Regions from separate parts of the Danio rerio genome. Here region 2 is linked to region 1. A link is a contact called in public Hi-C data. All regions are on one chromosome and are shown on one strand. The core of a region is the stretch at or near the end of the contact, and the rest is flanking DNA. Distances in the headings are between cores, read along the strand shown.

Region 1 (2,808 bases), core at 104-2,603:
TATCTAGATGCTCACGACTTCCCAAAAAATATATCTAAATCCGTAAAACTTCTGTTGAAGTAGGATAAATTAGGGCCAGGGACACGTTGGAGGACCGCGCCCCCCATGATGTGGGTGCGTCACGCTTGCTTGACTATCTCCTCATCGGGGGTGTTGGTAAGGTGCAGTCATTATGGCGCTTTCCATATTCTCCCATTCATGGCACTGAAGTTCCCCAACCGAAGGGGAACGTTCGAGGTTACAGAAGTAACCCTTCGTTCCCCGAGGAGGGGAACGGAAGTGCCATATTCCGTCGCCATAATGACTGTCCCTTAGCTGTTTGAAAGTCTCTTCAGCTTAAAAGGATGGCGTCTGCTGGCTTCAGGTGTGCTTATATGCTGAGATAATTGCAGATGTCGCACACCTGCGCAAGCTTACGCTGCCAATTAATTTCATTCATTGGCCCGTTCAATACTCTCCAGATAAGCTGCTTCTGATCCGAATCCTCCCATTCATGGCACTTCCGTTCCCCTCCTCGGGGAACGAAGGGTTACTTCTGTAACCTCGAACGTTTTATGCATGCTTTATAAACAGAAAACAGCTGTTGCAAATTGAACAAAATATACTGTCACACAATAAAAAATTTTCTTACTCTACCGATTCCTTAGTAGTTACTTACTTAAAAATGTGAGCAAACAAGTAACATTAAAAGCAACAAGTTGACTTTACTTTAAAAAGTTGAGTAAACTCATAACCTGGAACTGTTAATTTGACTTAAGTTTTTTAACTAAGCACATAGTTCATTTACTTAATAATTTTAGGTCAACTCAATTTTTAAGTAAAGTCAACAAATCACTTTTTATAGTGTATAACCTGTAAACATCCAGACCAAAACCAGAAAAAAAGTCACATGAGAAGTGAAATGGGTTTAAGGCTTTCTCTGCTCTATTTCTCAGCAGAAAACCATCCGTTTTTAATGCTTGCCAGAACAATGTGTGTCAGAAATGCAGGATGTATCATATGCGCTCCATGAAATGCTCAAGAGTATTAGAGCAGGGAACGAAAACAGTGAGAACAGAATAAATTTCCGAGCTTCATAAGGGGTCTCGAGGGCTCTCCTCATCTACTGAGTTGAAGGAAATCCCATGTTAAACTGGCGCTGCATGATTGGGAGCAAACAGACAAACATCCACCCGGTGCTTGCGTTTTCTGTGTTTGCTCCCAGTAGAAGAAAAAAACTACAACGCTACAAAAAAAGAAACATAAAACCCAAACAAACAGCGCCACTCCCACATCTGTCACCAAAACAGTGGCTTTGAGACGTGTGGTGAGGACTCCACCGGGGGAAGCAGGCCTCTTCTTGTTTTCCACCCGTCTAATCTCTGCAAGCCTCATCGCTTTCCAGAGCGTTTTGATGTTGAGATAAGGGCACATCTGCACCTCTAGAAACCTTAAACCTTCTTCCTCTGCAAACACACCAGGGATTGTCAGAAGCTCACACTGAAGATTATAGAAAGATTATTGAGGGTCAGAGGTTGGATAAACGTTTCACTGCGGCTGATCGTGTTGAAAATAAATTGTGACACCTTCAAAGGGGGTTAACCCTACGACCGTAAATATGCCAGGTATCTGCCACTGTACAAACCAGCAGCCATAAAACACTTTACATGAGCTGTTTATGTCCAACACCGAGAAGGATGTGCTGCAATTTGTCTTTTTGGAGGGAAAAATACAGACTGTTATGCTTTAAAAGAACACTTAAGACAAAATCTCTGCAATGTCCAAAGGAGTAGCATCCATTTTTTTTATATGTACAGCACATGAGGTTGAAAACAAATTACAGTGAGTAAATGTTTTGAGAAACAGCTCTGATATATGCGTTTCATTTTGTTCATGATAACATTTGCACTTCATACGTTCCTTTTATGTGTTACTAAAAAGTAAAAGCTACCATGTACTGATAAGCCTTCTTTATTTAGAAGAAAGTCTCCTTTGCTCAGACAAGAAACTAATTTAACAAAGTAGTTTCACTGTTTATACTGAGGAAGCACAATGAACAGTACTGAACATAGTTGTCAGAACAAATAATATCACAGTGTTTCATTATAAACTAAATAAGAGAGAAGTCACGTCAAATAGACACACAAATCATTAAATTAGGCTAATATTATACAATGATCAACACACAAAGCACAACAAAAATGGTAAACAGGCGTTCATGCATACTAAGGCTGGGCGATAGGGCAAAAATGCAATCTCTTTAATTATTTTCTAAATTAAACAATAATGATATATTTCGATATAAGTTGTTAAAGCTTCCAGATTTAAAAGAGTACTCCAACAATGTCTGAAGCCACAAAAAATAGAGCATCCATGAAATGAAATTTTTTCGACCTCTAAATTTTCAGTGACCGAAAATTCGGTAAATTCGGTATTTAAGATTCCAAATGTTGCACATTTCTGCTGTGTGATTGGCTCTTATCTATAAAGTTAAAAAAGTCCAGAGCGTATCATTGATATTGATGTAAATTTTATTGCGATTCGATAATTTTGCTTATCGGTTCAGCCCTAATGCATAATTTTAAATCAAGCAAGTAGAATTAATCTTCAATTTAGTATTTTATTATATGTTGAAACTGTTGTTTCTGATTGGCTGGAAGATGTTTCAGCCAGTTTTTATCACAGATCTAAACAAATGTGCTTTCCTCAGACATTAGTAATAACCATAGTAACTCAGTAACGGATGCCGGAACCTTCATGAACCATTTCCCAAGACTGTTATGAGCTTTTAACAGTCAACATAATCTTAAATCCTTAAAAGTTTATAAT
Region 2 (3,069 bases), core at 471-2,970, 93 kb before region 1:
TTTGATTTGGCCCACCATCTGAGGGAGAGTGATGGGATGGTTTCCAGACAATTCAAATTTAATCTAACCCTTTGTTTGCTTTATTGTTATTGTTAAAAGCCAACTGAAATTAAATGTTTCAATTAAATGATGTAAAATAATCAGATTTTTTTTTTCTAAATGTACATATCACCTGACAATGCTGAGAATTTGGTGAGTAAAACAATTCAAAAGCAGATTCTGCTTAACCTGTGTGTTCAGCATTGAACTCCACTGTGGTATAAATGTGAACATTTTTGGCACCCTGCAATAGAATGTGGATGGAGATCAATATACATTGTGCTTTTTAAAAGAATCCAGTCTAAAACAGTTTAGATCAGGGGTGCCTAAACTTTTTTCGAATGAAGGGCCAAAAACCAAATATCACTCAGAGCTGTGGGCCGAAGGTATTTATACCAAATTTGATTCATAATATTTCAAAATAAATAGAAAAAGTTACTTTAAATTGTATTATCTAATGCAGTATAACCTTTTAAATATTAAAAATTATTGCTTATTGCAATAAAAACAAACTATCCCGTTTATACCACAGTGGAGTTCAATGCTGAATACACAGGTCAAGCAGAATCTGCGTTTGACCTGTTTTACTCACCAAATTCTCTGGACTGATGGGAGGTAGTATGTACATTTAGACAATATCTGATTAATTTACATAATTTAGTTGAAATTTTATTTTAGTTGGCTTTTAAAAATAACAATAAAGCAAACAAACAAATGGTTACATTAATTTGAAATGTCAATGTGGAAACCATCCCCATCACTCTCTCTCAGATGGGATGGTGGGCCAAATCAAAGTTTACCAAGGTCCAACTTTGGCCCCCTGGCCCTAGTTTGGGCTTCTCTGGTTTAGATTAACAGAAAACAACTATACAGATATGTCTGATTTTGTCTGATAACAGAAGAGCTTTTTTGTGTCTTGCTCAAATTTTTTTTACATTTTACAATGGTGCACTTTTAGAACATATTTAGGTAAATACATTCATCTTTTAAAATATATAAATGCTTTAAAATGCATCCAAACTCATACAAAAACTGTACCATGCGGGTCACACTTTATTTGGATGGTCCGTTGATTTTAAGGTAAACTATATCTACTTGCACAGTTTCTTCTTGAAGGAGCAGTATCAACAGCTATTAAGCAGATAGTCTAATACTCAACTGGACCATCAAAATAAATTGTTACCCTTGTTTATTTATTTGTTATATTTATTTTGTTATAATCTATAAGAGAATAAAGAACTGTTTTGATTGGGATATTTTAAATAGATTGCAGAGCATCAAACAAAACGAACTGAATCAGTTCCCTCAATGATTCAGACAACTCGAGAATCGTTTGAACAGTGCCTCACTCAGTAAACACTGACGAAATACAGCATGAGGTGCTTTTTTTGCAGATAACACACTGAACCAAAAGCTCCACAAGCTCTCTTTTTGTTTTCCAGCTCTAAAAAGCCGCTGAGGCTCACCTTTAAGCGCGTCTCCGAAACTTTAAACGCCTTGAGCGACATGAACAGGTGGTGAGGAGGCGTGTCCAAGCAGACGACAGGCTTGACTTTTGACCATCCAAACTGCAGGGAAAATAACGCGAGCGCAATGGGTTGAACCAATCGGCGCATTCTTCCACACAGTGGGCGGAGCCATCCCTGCTAGAATGGAGTGGAAGCAGCTCGCCGGAGAGTCAGTGAAACAGGCGCTGTCAGAAGGAGTGGATATACACTTGTCGGCTCAGCTGATTTGAATGACAACAATATTTTGAAAATAGTCGGATACATTTTCATCTGCTGAGCTAACGCTTGGAGGAAGGATCGCACGAAATAAGGTGGGTGCCGATTAAGACTTTTTTCTAGTATATGCGTGTGCTGGCAACGCTTAAATTATAGATATATATCATTAGTCTGAGTGATAATGTAATTTAGAGTAACTTAATATTTGGGAAACGAATAGCCAGCATTCTGGGGACCAGTAAACATTCTTGGAGCTCAAAATGATAACGTCTGCCATGTTGAATTACTTGTTGGATGAAAATGATGAATAATATTCATGTCTTCATGTATGGAGATGTGCCACTCCTAAAGCGCGTTTACAGTTGGCCATAGAGATCTGCGACAGACTCGTGTTTTCCACATTTACATAGGCCAGCACGTGCGCTTTTATCTGTTTGCAACTGGCAACTACTGTTGAACAATAAAATAGCATGAATAGACAGACACGAGTCTTGGATTTTTACCGATGCGTAATTTTGGCGCCCCTGTGGCGCTACATGTGCAAATAGGCTTCCTGCTGTTTCATCCTTCATTCACCATCACTGGCACTGAATGACACCCAGCCTGGATGAATCTGTGTCCCTTTTAGAATGACAAAAAGACAAGCATGCTTATTTAGGATGAAGTAAAGGAGAGCTGTAAAACTGTGTGTCATGGTGCTCCACTGCTGGCCTCATTGCATCATCTCCTTTTTCATTTGGTTTCAGGTTATCAGAGCAGCAGCTTCTCAGGGGAACGAGAGAAGCCTTGTGAATATTTGGTGAAGCGATAGCAGCGGCGACACCTGGTCTCCCGAGTCCCCACGTTCGCTTTCATCCTCATCAGAGTGGAGAAACAAGATGGGGAATGGATTATCAGAGCCCCATGCCATCTTTCCGTGCCTGCCGTCCTTCCAGGCCCTGCACATTGTTATTCTCGGATTGGACTGTGCCGGTAAGACCACAGTGTTGTACAGACTACGCTTCAACGAGTTTGTGAACACCGTTCCCACTAAGGGCTTCAACACAGAGAAGATCAAAGTAAATCTTGGTCCTAAAAGCCGGACTGCCACCTTTCACTTTTGGGATGTAGGGGGTCAGGAGAAGCTCCGACCACTCTGGCGCTCATACACACGGTGTGCCGATGGCCTTGTGTTTGTGGTGGACTCGGTAGATGCAGAACGCATGGAGGAAGCCAAGACGGAGCTACATAAGATCACACGGCTTCAGGAGAACCTGGGGGTGCCTGTGCTGGTGGTGGCTAACAAGCAGGACCTGCGTAGCGCTTT

What was found. A called contact is a pair of places that touch in the nucleus more often than the background predicts.
Region 2: a contact with region 1 is called in a Hi-C map of fibroblasts, with 4 times the contacts expected there. The contact joins the promoter of arl4ab here to the enhancer-like site in region 1. A contact is called at or near these places in 7 of 18 Hi-C or Micro-C datasets (caudal fin, embryo, fibroblasts and 3 more) and 2 of 4 datasets of contacts at active chromatin or transcription factors (caudal fin and gastrula embryo).

The regions. Positions count from the first base shown.
Region 1 is chr19:33,706,791-33,709,598 of GRCz12tu, reverse strand. All of the region lies in intron 1 of LOC141379126 (a long non-coding RNA gene), which reads right to left. Among named protein-coding and RNA genes, the nearest start is that of arl4ab, 93 kb to the left of the region's middle. Within about 2 kb of position 1,353, at least 10 of the 62 cell types and tissues checked have an H3K27ac peak or open chromatin away from gene starts, as enhancers often do.
Region 2 is chr19:33,799,730-33,802,798 of GRCz12tu, reverse strand. It overlaps arl4ab (ADP-ribosylation factor-like 4ab), which reads left to right and starts at 1,720. Exons shown (of 2, transcript NM_200318.2): 1 at 1,720-1,858; 2 at 2,510-3,069. The coding sequence starts at 2,642.